2 separate regions of the Zea mays genome follow, and region 1 is linked to region 2. Evidence: chromatin contacts called from public Hi-C data. All regions are on one chromosome and are shown on one strand. Each heading gives the region's core, a stretch centred on a gene start, on an enhancer-like site or on the middle of the called end of the contact. The rest is flanking DNA. Distances are from core to core; before and after follow the strand shown.

Region 1 (3,831 bases), core at 908-3,407, 180 kb after region 2:
TGAACCATGGTATGCCATTGTTCTCCCATGGACCTCTAGCCCAAAGAACAATAATATGTCTATAGTCATCATTTCAAAAACCCCCGTGGGGAAAATAAATGATGAGACATATAACTCAGGCTAATATTTCTCCAAGATAATCTTGCCAGAAAATCTGAGAAATCAACATATCAGCTGAGTCTTCTTAAAAACCCAGTGGGAAAAATAAGGAGAGTAGTCATACTCTATTGTTGATCCATTTGAACTCTAGGGAGATAAACTCATATCCTAGTTCAAATACAACAATAACTATGCCATAATGTATCATCCTTTAAAAACCTCTACGGGAAAAATAGATGATACGACATAGACCTTGTGTTGATGTTGTCTCGTTAAAAACTTTGAATGAGAAACCCAAACAGGGGAAAAACTCATGCAAAGAAAAGAGTACAACATGATGTATAAACAAGTTCTTTCGATCAAGAGGGAAACTCCCCCCTGATCTTTACAAAACACTAAGTCATCCCATACATACTCACAAACACATTTAAAATGTGGAGTAAGTTAGAGACTTAGTTGGTAACTTGTTTGTCATCTAAACAACACAAACTAATATTATCTTCATAGATAATAAGGTCACTGATATAAAATCATGACCACCACATACCCTCTGTATGTAGTATATCATTCTGTATAATCCCACGAAGTGTACTATAGAATGATTAGTGTAAGTGACCATTAATCTCTGTTGATTAACATTTATCAAACAGTAGGTCCAACTTACCAGAAGTATGTCATTGATCTTGTACCCGGGGATCTTCTATAGATATCCAAGATCAGTATATCCAAACATAAGGAGAGCATGAGTACATCTGGAGATCATAACTCGATCTCATGTGCTGTTAGCTAGCAAATCATTGCAAAGCAATATCCGACCGGATGCTCTTGCAAGATACAATAGCACATCTCATGATCTGAAAGAATCAAATAACCATGATTCTTTCATATTGAATTTCTTCAATATATGTTGGATATAGACAACTTTGTATCCAAGATACTTAAGATAGTTTACTTTGAATTGGAAATCTCTTTCAATTCATATCCTCTATCTTGAGCTCCGTCGATAAGTAATGTATGTTTAAAATATGTTGCACATATTTACACTGAACATACCATACTTTGTGTATCCTTTCAGAAAGAAGGATTCACTAGGTCGAATGTACCATATTTGACCAAGATGCTCTAAGTCACAAAGACTTTCCAAGCATTGTAAATTTGTGATTGGTGATTATGTATTTGGAATCCTTCAAGACTCCACATATACCATAATCTAGTGACCACATATGCGTATGTTGTCACTACATCTATCAACTGCACAGATAGATGATTTACTGCCCATATTATTGTATCGGAATTTAACTACTCACAGTAGAGGAGAATTTATAACATTAAAATAATGCTTGGGTTTGCGTATAAACCCAGTTGCTACTAGCCATGCTTTCTCACCACCTCATTGTTTCCAAGTCCATGAAAACAAACTTATATCCTCAGTAAGATACCTTGAAGTGAAAATAAGTTAACACTTCATTCCGGTGAGCAAGGCTATCTCTGCAACATTGTATCACTCAACAAGATCCAATTTGAGCATACTCGTGCTCTGCTATGGCCATAGTCTTTTGGATCACTTGGAGTGCATATACAATTGCTGAGATGTATGTGTCGACACTTGTAGCTTTTAAATAACACAATTCTCCAGTTGACATAAAGTCATTTTTTATGTACCCTTATGATTCTTCGTGAAGTCCCAAAACGAGAATAAAGGGCTTCCGATAACCTAGCCTCATCAGTGCGCAATGATCTAGGTTGTGAATGTCTTCCATTCACAGGATAATCCATATCCTCTAGGTGTCTACCAACACTAGGTTGGTTACCAACGAATAGTTGGTCTGCATTTACTATCTCAGAAGACTTAGCCTTCAGTTGCTTGCAAGCATCTTAATCCCAATTTGTGACCATACTTCTCCCCCTCTTATTTACAACAACGTTGCAATAGGGAGTTTAGTGGTGTTCTATTTAACCACTCTTTCTGGCACTTTCACATAAGATTAATTTGAGTGACACCTCATAGTAAATGCATATGGCAGTTAATTTGCAACTTCTTGCAAATCATTCGAACCCAAAGGTTCAGTTTTATAACACTCCCGTCGCGGCCCGCCTCCTCCACTCCAACCAAGTCAGGCCAACGTGGAGCCCCGTCCCCCCCCCCCCCCCCCCACTCCTCCCAGATTTGCAGCTCGCACCCCGGGAATCCCCAGAATTCCATCGCCACGCCGCGCGCTGCCCGTGGCACCCGGAGCGGAGCGCACCCTCCCCCTCTCCACCGCAATTCCCGAGGCGGGGACGCTTCCTGCCTTGGCGCTCGCTCCCTCCCTCGTGATCGGCGCCGCGGGCGAGGCGGAACTCGGGCGAATCGCGCTGTCCGGAGGGGGGAGTCTAGGGTTCTGGCCATGCCGGCCGCGTCGTAGGGCGGGGGTCCCTGCCTGCGTCGCCGGCGCGTGTGGAGATCTCGGGGCCTCCGAACCCTAACGGGGGACGGGAGCCCGGCAGCTGCTGAGGCATGGACGTGGACTCGCGCATGACGACGGAGTCCGACTCCGACTCCGACGCGGCGGCCGCCGCGGCCGCTCACGGGGGCAGCGCCGGAGGCTCGGGGTCCGGGAGCGAGACCTCCTCGTCGTCCGCGCCATCGACGCCCGGGACACCTGGGACGCCCGGCGCTGCGGGACCGAGGCCAGCGCCCGGGTACACGGTGGTGAACGCGGTGATCGATAAGAAGGAGGACGGACCAGGGTGCCGATGCGGGCACACGCTGACGGCGGTGCCGGCTGTCGGGGAGGACGGCACGCCCGGATACATCGGACCGCGGTTGATCCTGTTTGGTGGGGCCACCGCGCTCGAAGGGAACTCTGCCACCCCACCCTCTTCGGCCGGGAGCGCGGGGATCCGTATGCTTTCTATCTTATATATATGGCTTGCGTTTTCTGATTTTGGAATGTTGGTAGCCCTTGCCTTGCCCTAGGGTTGTTCTGGGTATGCTCTGGGCTGGGTTGAATTTTGGATGCTCTGGTAACTTGGAGCAGTTTGGCATTAAGATGAATTTATGGGCTTAAGGTTGTCTACAGATAATCCTTGGAAAAAGTTATAATGTGGGTGCAATAATTCTGAATGCTGATTTCTAGTGGCAGTTAGAAAACTGTTGATGGTCTGATTTTTACTCTCTGCAGAAGTATAATTCGTCATGTCATTTTAGATTTTAATTCGTCTAGCTCTGAATGAATTAAAGCCTTTTACAAGGAATTTAGTTGGATCTTATTTGTGAAAACAGAGACTTCAGGTGTTGTTGGGTGATTTGTTGTTTTGCTTAGAGATTAAATACAGTAGTGCTCCACCTGATAGTTGATAATCATACTGGTAGGTGCTAGCTAGAGTTGTTTGGTGTCAAGAAATTGTAATGATTGGTTCTCTTGACGGAAAATTTAGTTTCTTGGCACCTAAATTGGGTGTTATACTGGGTGCGTTTTATCATTTTTATGCTTATTCTAGGCTTCTATCACATTAGCAGGAGGATTATTTTTCGGCAAGTTAGAAGGTGTATATGTAACTATTCACGACTGACATTAGTTGGGAATTTAAAGACTTTTCTTTGGGTTACCAATTAGAAACATTCCGCAATGTGCAAAAGGAATTGCTCGGACCTTTAAATTGTAATTCATAATGAAAAAGTAAATGGATTCTGTTGTGGTTATGGAATGCCATTTTTGTTTTTCAGTCAAACATAAAGTTGGGGTTCTC
Region 2 (3,757 bases), core at 931-3,430:
TCCCCTCCGGTTTTGTGGCTCCCAAACTAGCCCTCAAGGTTTCTGAAAGTGTCATACTATCGTCCGGCTGTTGAGCTAGTCCAGATTCCCACTTGGTTTTGCAACTTTTTTTTCCTTTCAATTTTGCCCAGACTTGCTGAGTAGCTTTCATCTTTCTTGCAATTGCGTATTTGAGGGCCACCTGGAATAGGAATTTCGTGGGAATCGTATATGAATTGTACAGAAAAATTTCCTGTGTTACAAGCAGGGTCCCTTCTATCTGGGATTCTGAGTATACAAGGAAAATGCCATTTCTGAGGGCCAGTTTGGAACACAAATTTCACAGGATTCGTACAAGAATTTCGTAGAAAAAAAAAACTCCTCCATTCCTTGCTTCTATCTGAGTTTACAAGGAAAGCCCTTGTTCTAAGAACATGTCTGAGTACAAATACGCTGCCCCGTTTGAAACCAAAAGCTTTTGTAGAAATTACAGTCTTTTGCAAAAACCAGGAGTCAATCATATGCGAAGGAAACATGAATATTGGCGACGCGAGAAACGGGGTAGATTCTGAAGGGAGCGAAAGCGAGCTGTCTCCCCTTTGGCAACAGATCGTGGAAGCAACAAAAAAAAAAAAAAACAAACCATGGCGATGGGATGACAGACAGAGATGGAAAAGGACGGAGAGACGCTCAGCTGGTGAAACTGAATATTCTCGCCGCAATATACAATGCCTGGCCTGCAGGTCCCTTTCGCACTGGTATATACTATTGCATATGCTGCAAGTGACCTGGTATCATGCTGCTACTACTACTAGCACATGTTGTTTCACCAATCACCACACGCTTGGCGCTTCTGCTCAAGGCTGACTGGCGCGCATGGAGCTGGTGGGATCTGGATGAGGACCACAATGCAAGCACCAACACTGACGGGTTGGTTAGTTATTAGTGACTGTGTTGATACGCGAAAAGTACAAGGCTCACTCAGAGCTGGTCAGATGGACCCCTAAACCCAACCAGGTCGAGCGTTTAAAATTCAATCAGATCGCCCCTTCATCTCGGCCAGATCAGCTTCCTGTTGTCAAATCATAATGACAAATCGTAAAAAGATGGGTAAAAAGATGGATAAGCGACATAAAATTCAAACCAAGCTAACAATTTGCACGGGTGCAAAGAGCTACCTTGGATTGTGCTTAGTTTTGTGGAAGATTGTTACTACTAAATGATGCTAAGATATACCATATAAAGATGTACTTTTGTAACATGTAAACCGAATGATGATGTGGCGTGCCATATTAGAGCATACTAATGAAAGTTCGGGAATCCAAGCATACCAAGTTCGAGAACTCAAGTGACACAACATGATAAGTTTGAGGGCTCAACTGGCTCCGACGTGGCACGCTACATCAGCATCCAGTTTTGCATACCCAGCTTTGAATGGATTTGCACGGGCTCACAAAATTTGAGGACCCATGTTTATGATTTTATAAGTTCGAGTCCAAGTGACATATCACGTCAAGGACCGCCAGTGCATTTTACTAGTTTATTTTTATTGTGAGGATATCGTGAATATGGACCCACATAAGTTACTAGTTTTGTTGACCCACATAAATTATCCTCTATTTAAAATCAGTATACATTTTTATTATATATATATATATATATATATTACTTACATATTAGATATATAACAAAAGTAATTATATATAGAAAAAAGCTAAAATATATTGTAGTTTAGAATAGATAAACTCGATGGCAGATACAATTCCGGTGTCAAACACGTGTACAAAATCCTACCCAGTATAGGTTTCATAGAGGGTGGGTAAAATTTGATATGTCGAAGTGTCGAACATTCTCGTGAGCACAGGTATCAAATCAAATTCTACCCACCTGATCTGTGGTGCCATCCCTACACATGCGCCTTGGATTGGATGCACACAACACAGCGACGAAAAGGAAACCTTGGACGGGCCTTTATTTGCATCCTTTGTTTCCTTCTTGCCCTCTTTTGCCAATTGTCGACGAACCACTGCAGGATTGCGCAGAGTGGCGTCGAAACGAGGCACACCAAAGGGAATCGAACTTTGTATCATCTAAAAAGAGGTTAAAAGATGCGAATTTTTTTGCACTCTGAGACTGAGAGGACATGACGAGGAGATAGAAGCAACACAGAAAAAGGCACTCGCACTTTTGCTTCGAAGGGGCACTCAGAGTTAAAGGGACGGCAATGGGTGGATGTCTGCGCACCCGCACCCGCACCCGCACCCGCACCCGCCGGGCATTCATTCGGTATTGGGCATCCCTTAGGTGATCAACAATTACGAATAATTAAACAAAAGCATCATAAACACTAAGGGCCCGTTTGTTTCGTTGGAATTGAATTCCATTTTAATAATTATAATTTAGATAAAACTAATTAAGTTTATATATTTATATATGTAATATATTTGTATATTATCCTAAATCATATGAGAGAGATAGTTATATACTATATTTATGTTGTAGAGGCGCAAGTAGAAGAATGTGCTATAAGTTATACATCGGAAAAATAACATGTAAATCTATAGAATCAATTTCCATCTCTCACCCCATGAATTTGAGGTAGGCTTATATGATAACTTTGGAAAGTGGTGGAATGTCATATTCTAAAAAATAGCCTATTCTATTAGTAAGATTCCAATTTCTCGAAATGAAAGGAAACAAACGGGGCCTAAGAGAAACACATGTAGTTATTTAGAAGCACATTGAGCATAGTTATTTAGAAGCACACAATATATAATACAATTTCCATTCATCTTTTAAAGAAGTGAGGATGAGTAGATAACTTAGGGCTTTATTGGGTTGGATCAAAATTACGTGTAAACAATGACTCAAAGTTGGTTTTCTTATGTCTATTGAACACAGATGGGTGAAAAGTCACACGTCACCCTAACCTATCATTTTGTGGACAGGTTGGGAACTATAGACCCATAGCTAAAATTTGTATCTAAGAGTATCTTCAAAATACTCTTCATTTTTTACTCTCTATTTGACACTTTATTTATCTCTCCGTAAAGATTACACTCTATATGTAGTGTCTCACTCCAACAGACTCTATTTAGTTTGGCTAGTTAGTGTGGCTAGCCAAGTTTGGCTAGTGACACTACCGGAATCAATAGCTTCGCCGAGTGCCTGAAGCACTCGGCGAAGCCTTAAAAACACTCGGCAAAGAAGGCTCGGCAAACAGTGCATCGGCAAAGACTTCTTTGCCGAGTACTTTTTCTCGGGCACTCGGCAAATATCTTTGCCGAGTGTCAGGGAGCACTCGGCAAAGAAAAGCGACCGTTACGGCGCCGGTTGACGGAGACGGCGGCTTTGCCGAGTGTCAACGGTGACACTCGGCAACGAAGATATCTTTGCCGAGTGTCTTCCTGGCAGCACTCGGCAAAGCCGCCTTCTTTGCCGAGTGCCAGTTAGGACACTCGGCAAAGAGCCCGCCAGGGAGGGTCCCCATGTCAGGCTCTTTGCCGAGTGTCCCAATTGGCACTCGGCAAAGCCGACCTCTTTGCCGAGTGCCAGCGACATAACACTCGGCAAAGAACCTAAGCCGGTGTCCAGGTCTGTGCTCTTTGCCGAGTGTTATGACCTAGACACTCGGCAAAGCGCCTCTTTGCCGAGTGTAACACTCGGCAAAGTGACCAGTATATACCTTTTTTATTTGTTTTTTGTATTCCATCCACACAAACATAAGATATCACATATATACATCACAGATATCATCACAGACATAAATAGCCAACAC

Evidence for each region. A called contact is a pair of places that touch in the nucleus more often than the background predicts.
Region 1: a Hi-C map of tassel shows a contact between it and region 2, with 2.2 times the contacts expected there. The contact joins the promoter of LOC100381465 here to the enhancer-like site in region 2. A contact is called at or near these places in 3 of 25 Hi-C or Micro-C datasets (ear, leaf and tassel).

Annotation. Positions count from the first base shown.
Region 1 is chr5:17,353,175-17,357,005 of Zm-B73-REFERENCE-NAM-5.0, forward strand. It overlaps LOC100381465 (serine/threonine-protein phosphatase BSL2 homolog), which reads left to right and starts at 2,158. Exons shown (of 21, transcript XM_020553439.2): 1 at 2,158-2,984. The coding sequence starts at 2,597.
Region 2 is chr5:17,175,596-17,179,352 of Zm-B73-REFERENCE-NAM-5.0, forward strand. No RefSeq gene overlaps it. Among protein-coding and RNA genes, the nearest start is that of LOC100281966, 8.9 kb to the left of the region's middle. Within about 2 kb of position 2,181, at least 16 of the 20 cell types and tissues checked have an H3K27ac peak or open chromatin away from gene starts, as enhancers often do. A contact at or near this core is called in ear, leaf and tassel, where this site is marked.